2 separate regions of the Mus musculus genome follow, and region 2 is linked to region 1. A link is a contact called in public HiChIP or PLAC-seq data. All regions are on one chromosome and are shown on one strand. The core of a region is the stretch at or near the end of the contact, and the rest is flanking DNA. Distances in the headings are between cores, read along the strand shown.

Evidence for each region. HiChIP or PLAC-seq counts read pairs in DNA pulled down with a chosen protein or histone mark.
Region 2: an H3K4me3 HiChIP or PLAC-seq map of embryonic basal ganglia shows a contact between it and region 1, with 4 times the contacts expected there. The contact joins two enhancer-like sites. A contact is called at or near these places in 1 of 484 Hi-C or Micro-C datasets (nephron progenitors) and 2 of 115 datasets of contacts at active chromatin or transcription factors (embryonic basal ganglia and embryonic stem cells).

Annotation. Positions count from the first base shown.
Region 1 is chr5:111,517,162-111,521,555 of GRCm38.p6, reverse strand. No RefSeq gene overlaps it. Among named protein-coding and RNA genes, the nearest start is that of Gm36223, 10 kb to the right of the region's middle. Within about 2 kb of position 1,860, at least 50 of the 459 cell types and tissues checked have an H3K27ac peak or open chromatin away from gene starts, as enhancers often do. A contact at or near this core is called in embryonic basal ganglia, where this site is marked.
Region 2 is chr5:111,840,679-111,844,883 of GRCm38.p6, reverse strand. No RefSeq gene overlaps it. Among named protein-coding and RNA genes, the nearest start is that of Gm36535, 49 kb to the right of the region's middle. Within about 2 kb of position 1,648, at least 33 of the 459 cell types and tissues checked have an H3K27ac peak or open chromatin away from gene starts, as enhancers often do. A contact at or near this core is called in embryonic basal ganglia, where this site is marked.

The DNA of each region.
Region 1 (4,394 bases), core at 611-3,110:
GCAACACACACATATACCACATACATTCACACATGTATGCACAAATATAAACAGATACACACATGCAGACACACATACACTCACACATACTTCCACATATATAGACATGCACTTGCATACATATATACATTCACACACATATACATACATATAGTCACATACACTACACTCACACACTCACTTACACATAAATACATACACACTCATGTATACACATATGCATATATATGCTCACACACATACAAATACGCACATACACTTACACACATATATATGCCTACACAAACATATACATACATACACTCATGTACACACATACACACATATACATATACACATATACTTACATAGACACATACTAACCCATGTATACACATACACTTATGTACATACATATACATATATACATACAAACATTTATACATACCAACATATATACACACAAATATATACATATATACATTCACACACATATACTTACACACATATATATATACAAACACACACTCACACTTATAGTACACACTCATGCACACACATATGCATACATATATGTATATACTCACACAAATATATACTTAAACATACATGCACATACACTCATGCACACACATATACATATATACATACACACACATATACACAGACATACATGCACATACACTCACACATACATAGTTACACATACATACACATGCACTCATGCACACACATACACATATATACATACACACATATACACATATATACTCAAACATACACTCATGCACACACATACACATGCACTCATGCATACACATATATACATACAGAAACACATATACACATACATGCATATGAACACACACACACATACTTCTTGTACCATGCTGTCATCTAGAACCTAGAAGAGGAAAGAGTTTTGGTGTGTACTGAAGAGCCAAGATAGAATTCTGAGTGGATCAGAACAGAGACCAAAGAGAGTCATGTAGTCAGAAACAGGGTGCAGGTTTTAATGTGACCACCCCAAGTGACCTCAACAATCTTGCTTACAGAAGGTCTGCTGGAACAGGAATGGTGCCAGGGGCTCCTCAGTGAGCAGTAGTGTGGAAGGAGAGGACAACAAAGCATGGGCCGAAGACTGTCCTTGGGCCTCCATGTCCTCATCTGTAAAATGGGCATAGATGCAAGGCACAAAGGACATCAGGGCTGGGCCAGGTGCTAGACTCATTCCATACAGTGAAATCAGACCAGAGCAAATGGAACCAGCTTCTGGTGGTAGAGTCTACCACCCTGGGAAAACTGAGGCCCAGAGACAGAGGTTAGATGGATACAAGCTGATCTCACAAAGGAGGGAATGGCAGGCAAGCCTTCTGCTTATATTTGACAGCTGTGTCACCCCCACCAGGGGCCCCAACAGACACAAGAAGGGAGCAAGAGGTGAGGGCCACCAATGGGCCTGCAGCATCCACACCCTTAAGCTCCCCACAAGCTCAGGATGCTACTGAGAAATAGCCATGTCCCAGAGGGGGAAACAGAGGCACACATCTCAGTCACCTGCAGAGATCCCAGAGCCAAGTGTGTGACAAGGCTGGGCCTGCAGCCAGTGCTGACACTTCTGGGATCCCTCTGCAGCCGGCCCGGCCCTCTGTCACTAGCTTCCCTAGTGTCCAACTCCAGACAGTGGTGTTTCCTCCCTTCCTGCCCAGATGGTGACTGTCGCTTTGTCCTGAGGGTGTCCTCCTTTTGCTCTGCTTTCTCTGGCTTTCTTTCTTTCTTTCTCTCCCCCAGCCGCAATTGGAAGGACAGAGAAGCAATTCCCTGGATGGCAGGAGCAAACAAAAGGGGCGGCTGTCAGCTAGTCCCAGGGCCCTGCCACCCAGAGCTGGGGATATGGAAATGAGCTGGTGCATATGCAAATGAGACTCCTGGTGATTTGCATGGGGCTGCAGAATAAAGTGGAAGAAGGCGGTGGGAGGCTGTCAAGTTCTGCCAGCCCCTCCGTGGGGCCTCTTCTTGGTACTTGGCCTCTGCAGATAACCTCCCTAGGGACAGCCTCTCTGAATGCTGGTCCTTTACAGTACGAAGGATCTGGGCAGCTGTAGGGCTTCCTCCTTCCTATCTGGGTAAATAAATCGAATTTTCTGTTTATTGCCTCGTTGTGCCAACATGCTGCTGGTTGGGTGTTTTATGAAATGCAGAGAGAAGTCTGAGATGGTGCTTAGTGAAATGGTGGACCATGAGGGACACTCAGAGCAGGTGCTATAGACAGCAAATATACAGAGGAGCCTCCTCCTGCCCAGGCTGAGAATCCAAGGCAGCTTTGATGTGCTCTGGATGATGTGTGTGCAGAGTACTGGGGCAGGGGTGGGGGGAGTCAGGCTCCAAGGGCCCTCTCAGCAGGGCCTGGCTGGGTGGAGGATGGGTAAGGGGATGAAAGAGAAAAATAAATAAGGAAAAGAGCTTGAAGGATGGCTGGATGCATGGGTGCAGAGATGCTCGGATGATCAAACACCATGGCCAAAGCAACATGGGGAGCCAAGGTTTATTTGGCTTAGGCTTCCACATCACTGTTCATCCCCAAAAGCAATAACAGCAGGAACCTGGAGGCAGGAGCTGATGCAGAGGCCATGGAAGGGTGCTGCTTACTGACTTGCTCCTCATGGCTTGCTTATCCTACTTTCTGATAGAACCCAGGACTGCCAGGCCAGGACAATACTGCCCACAAGGCTGAACTCCCAGGGTTTGTCCCAGGCTCTTGACTTGAAAATGGGTCTGGCAATCCCAATCCCAAGGACCTCTCTGCTAGTAGCTCAGCGGAGACAAAGAGGAGCACAGGCTTCCTCAGCACCCTACACAAAGAGCATAAATGCCTAAGTGTGTAAGCTGGCCTTTTCTGTCAGTGAGCCAAGATCATCAGTGAGATGCCCGGAGGCTCACAGGAAAGCATGGATACTTTCTCCTTAGTGAGATAAAATACTTGACAAAGGCAACGTAAAAGAGAAAGGATGTATTTCAACTCACAGGTCCAGAGGGATACAGTGTATTGTCGCAAGGAAGGCCTGGTGGCTGGAACAGGAGGCTGGTTGGTCACATGACATCCACAGTCCAAATACACAGAGAGGAATATTGCTGCTCAACTCCCTCTCTCCATTCCTGTAGTCCAGGACTCCAATCAGGCAAAGGTGGCACCCACAGCGAGTAGATCTTCCCACCTCAGTTAATGTAATTGAGATAATCCCTATAGGCATACCCAGAGGCCCACCTCCCAGGTGATTCTAGATTCTGTTAAACTGGCAACTAGCACTGGCCATCACAGTGGGTGTATAACCCTGGCACAAGATGAAGTTATTATCCACACTGTGTCTACATAGAATATAACATCAGGACACAGCTGCTGCTCCAGCCATGTGCTGAACAGTTTTGTATCAACTTGACATAAAGCTAAAGTGATCTGAGAGGAGAAAGCCTGGAGTAAGAAAATGCATCCGTGAGCCAGCACTTGGGAGGCAGAGACGGTGTACCTCTGTGAGTTCAAGGCCAGCTTGGTCTACAGAGAGAGTTCCAGGAGAGCCAGGGCTACAGGGAGAAACTCTAGGGGAAGGAGAGTGTAGACACAAAACAAAACAAAACAAAACAAAACAAAACAAAACAAAACAAAACCAAACACAAAACCAAACAAACAAAAAATGCCTCCATTAAGATTAGCCTGTAGGCAAGCCTATAGGGAATTTTCTTAATTATTGATTGATGGGGGAGGGCCCAGCCCATTGTGGGTGGAGCCAACCCTGGGCTGGTGGTCCTGGGTTCTATAAGAAAGCAGGCTGAGCAAGCCATGGGGAGCAAGCCAGTAAGCAGCACCCCTCCATGGCCTCTGCATCAGCTCCTGCCTCCAGGTTCCTGCCCTGCTTGAGTTTCCACCCTGACTTCCTTCAGTGATGGACTATGATGTGGAAGTACAAGCTAAACAAACCCTTTCTCCCTAAGTTGCTTTGGTCATGGTATTCACCACGACAATAGTAACCCTAAGACACTTCTGCAGCAGCCCCTCCCCTCACACGGATACTGACAGGTACCTACTGAGACACTGTCTGTGAAGCCCAAGCTAACAGAATCTCAGGACCTGTCTTCAATACCACAGGGTAGTGAAGACACCACACACACGGCTCCCCACCCCTACCCTGCCTCCTACCTGGGAATCAGAGAGCCTGTCTGTAGACTTGTGCTGGGAAATCTCACCATCCTCAGAAAAGTATTTATGTTCAAACAGACTCCACTCTGTCACATACATCCTGTTTCCTCTCTTCAGAGACCCCACCATGCTGTCTGTTCCCAATATTAGGGGCATGAATGCCCCTCACAGCTGCTGGCATACTTTTGCCTCTCTGTATGTATGTTCACGTCATTAATAATCC
Region 2 (4,205 bases), core at 399-2,898, 320 kb before region 1:
TGTCTGTCTCTCTCTCTCTCTCTCTCTCTCTCCCCCCCCCTCCCCTGCACTCACTTTGGAGGCAACAAAGAAATCCTCGTTGAATAATTCATTCAGAAACTCAAATGTAGCCTCCTCCCCCTCCCCAACTGCCACACTGCATTGGGAGGTAGATGCCCATGGAGGTAGGGAGGGACCTGCCTCCTGGGAAGGCTGGTGAGCTGTGTTTGGCACAGGTAGGGATGCCTGGTTGTTGCTTGGCAGGGAAGGACACACCCCGAAGCACTGGGCTTGGGGACTAGGAAGGGGACTGTGCTTCATAGAAATGGAAGACAGCCGAGGTGGAAGGCACAATGGCTCTCCCACAAACTCTGCAGACAGCCCCAGTCTGTGGAGCTCCTTCAACTTGGTGGTTCAGTGGGAATTGAGCAAGTGGTGGGAATCCCCAGGGACCTACAGGCACTGGACACCCATGGTGTCCTGTGTCACCACAGGTCTCCCCTTTGTGATCAGCTCTAATTTCTCAGGAGTCGGGCGTCACATGCTTGCTACAAACCCCCCTTGGCACCTAAACGCCGACAAAGGTTTTCAAATAAAATATGAGCAAAGTATCTGTGACGGCCACAGCCCTGAGCCCCAAATGTGTTTGATAACATGGAAGCCCTGTGGGTGTCTGACTTTCACCCATGGGGCCCCATTTGGCCAGCGGGTGCCTTGACATACCCCCGGTAGAACAGGTGACCTTAAAAGCCACCGTCTAAATATTCCAGCTCCCGCAGAGCCCAGCCCTACCTGCCACGTGGCTGGGTTTATTTTTAAAGTGGAGCCCCCTTGTCTGTCTGCGTGGGTCTAGATGGGCGGAGTAAATAATTAGAACTGATTTCTCCTCACCCACTCATGAGAGAATAGGAGGCGACATTTGTCTCCGTGTGGGAAGAAGAAGAAAATGAAAGAAAGAAACTTCTTTCCAACCCATGTTGGGTTCTGTGGAGTGTCTCCTCCATCCTTGGACTGTGTCACCAACGTCTTTTGATTACAACATCGGCTTGGAGAGACACTAATTGTACCCTGCTTACAATGCTTGTAATTACAGGGATTACATTTGCCTCATTTCCATATGTCAACACCACGACGAGATGGGTTGGGGGGGGGGGGAGGCGGCCGGGAGCTGCTTTTATAATCGGTTATTGTCTATGGAGAGGAAAAAAAAATCTCTGCACCCAACATGAGTGAAGTGTTCTTTGTTGAAATTGGAAATAAGATTATACATAAAAGTCGTCCTCTGACATCCAGAAAACGGGCAGTTTAAAATAAATTGCGGCTGCTGATCAACTAGATTGCTGGTCCTGATCCCTCTCCGGCTAATGAGGGGGACACCACTCACCGTGCATTTCAAAAGCTCTCTTCTTAATAAAAGATGACCCCCATATCTCTCCTGGAGAAGACATTGTCCCACCCTGATTGTTTGTGACTAAGGCTTCTGGAGGGGGGGGAGAATGGGGAAAAAGGAAAGGAAGGGAAAGAGGGGAGGAGAGGAGAGGTGAGGAGAGGAGAGGAGAGGAGAGGAGAGGAGAGGAGAGGAGAGGAGAGGAGAGGAGAGGAGAGAGCACAAGTATGTAGCAAGCAGGCTCAGAGCTACTCTCATCTGAAGACAGAGGACTCCCAGGTCAATGAGCAATCAACAAACATCCCTGAACAGGACAGTGACCTGTGTTGGAGGAGCTCTGGGTGCTGGCTGCTGCAGTAGCTTTTTGAACAAAGACTTGTCTCCTGTGACACATGGGTTATTTCCATACAAAGGCCAGAGGGACTGGGAAAGAGGGACAGACATGAAAGTAAGGGACTGGGATGTCAGAGAGTAGAAGAAGCAAACCAGCCCCCTTGGGGGGCACCAGGGAGTGAGGAGAGGCAGACTCTGGGATATTGGGGTGTTCCAAGTCACACACACTGTATTATGATATAGTTGTGCACCCCCAATTTGTATGCTCAGCATCCCACCCCTCCCCCCCCCCTTTGATCTCAGAATGTGACTGTATGAGTAGACAGGATCTTGGAGAATGAAAGCAAGTCCTCGGGTGCCCTAAATCCCTCTCCTTCCCCTCCTTTCCCCTCATACACCGCATCCTCCACCGTGAACCATCGCCGGGGAACCCCCACTAAAGTCCAGGAGATGCGCAGTTCTGTGACCCGACAGCCTCTCTCTTTATAAAATGCTCTGCCTGGTGTATTTCAGTACAACACCGGAAACCCGAGATCCTGCCCCGGGCATGCCTGCTGCCAGTGTGTGGAGCATGCTCTGTTGGTTCTTACGCGTACATCGAGGTCACGTGACACAGTTTTGTTTTGTTTTTCCGTCTTTTTTTTTTTTTTTTTTTGAGACAGAGTCACCCAGAACTTGATGTCCTCCCAGAACTCGGCATCCAGGATGCTGGGGTGACACGTGTGCACCCCCATGCCCAACATCTGACTTTTCTTTTTGAATTCATGCTTCAGGTAGCACCGCCCCAATCTTGCACTTCCCAGACAGGAGGCAGAGTGACTGGGGTTCTCACAGGAAACCCCATGACGATGCCCTCACTCTCTCCCTGTTACTTTCACTGAACAGGACACAGGCTGTACTTTAAGGGACATGAAAACCCCCTATGATAATCAAGGAACTGCAGACCGCAAGGTTGCAGGCTTGGAGGCAGGGACCACACTGCCCGCCCTACATTCTTGAAGTGGGCACCCCTAGAGAAAACAGAATGGGAGGTGTTCTAATATCCGAAGCCACGAAAGGACAAGTCCCCCAAGGAGCCAGATACGTTTCAAGTCCTGAGAAAGGGGGAATGGATGCACTTGAGACCTCACAGCGAAACCACAGTGGTACCTCCCTGGGATCTACCGCAACATCTCATAAAAAAGATCGGTGGGGGCCTCGGCATCGATCAATCACAAACCATTTCTGTCAGTGTCACAGCGCTGCAATGCTTGGGGAAGCTCACAGACACATCTGCTAAATTTAAAGGCTTTGGGGTTTGAGAACAAACAAATAATAAATAAACAATTTTATAATGAAATGAAGAGGGCACAGGAGACCTTTGAGCTGGGAGATGAGGAAGCTGAGGTAAATGGAAGATGAAGTTAATGTGTCTGTGTGTGTGTGTGTGTGTGTGTGTGTGTGTGTGTGTGTGTCTGTGTTTTTGTGTATGTGTGTGTGTGTGTGCGCTTATGTTTGTGTTTGTATATGTGTGTCTCTGTGTGTGTATGTGTGTGTGTCTGTATGTCTGTGTCTGTGTGCATGTATGTGTATGCCTGTGTGTGTTTGTAAATGTGTGTCTATGTGTGTGTCTGTATGTCTGCATCTGTATGCATGTGTTTGTGTGTGTGTCTGTGTACATGTGTGTGTGTTTGTGTGTGTATATCTGTGTGTGCCTTTGTGCATGTGTGTCTGTGTGCATGTGTGTGTGTCTGTGTGTTGTGTGTGTACACATTTCTCTGGTGTGTGTGTGTGTACATATACAAGGTTTACAAGGTCACAAATAGAAGGTTGGGATGGATGGATCAGTGGGTGGATAGATGAATGGATGGATGGGTGGGTGGATGGAGGGATGAGTGAGTGGATGGATGGATGGATGGATGGATGGATGGGTAGGTGGATGTGTGAATGGATGAACAAGAAGTGAATAACATGTTTCAAAGACAGTCTGAAGGTAGTTGAACCTAGACTAGATCCTTACACAGAACTCAGTGCTCACTTGGGGGTATTTCCATAGTTAAGATGTCTCACTAGAAGGTGGTTTGAGTTTTGGGTCTTGGGGCATTCCCTCAAGCTAGAGTCTGCCCACTGTGAGGAGAGGTGATTTGAAATAGTGAAACAGAGCCTGTTGGAGAATTTGTATTGGTGAGTGGATACTTGAGGGTCGAGGGAGCCTACAGCAGGCAGAGTTGTGGGTTCTCAGTAGATCAGTTATGACACAGACCCGGGCTTATTGTTGGTATGTGAAAGAACAGGAAGCTGGGACCTGAAGCTGTGCCAGGCTGGCACAGCATTGAGGGTTGAGTGGCTGCTCCTGAGCAGAAACTGCCATTTTCTCAGAGTCTGGGGCCTCAGTGAAGCAAATCTGCCCTGGTTGCTAGCATTAGCCCCTGTGAGCTGCCTGATGACCCCCACACCTCAAATCATCACAAATGCTTCTTGCCACTCAAGAGCCATTTTGAATGCTCTCCTCCCTGGAGAGACAGCA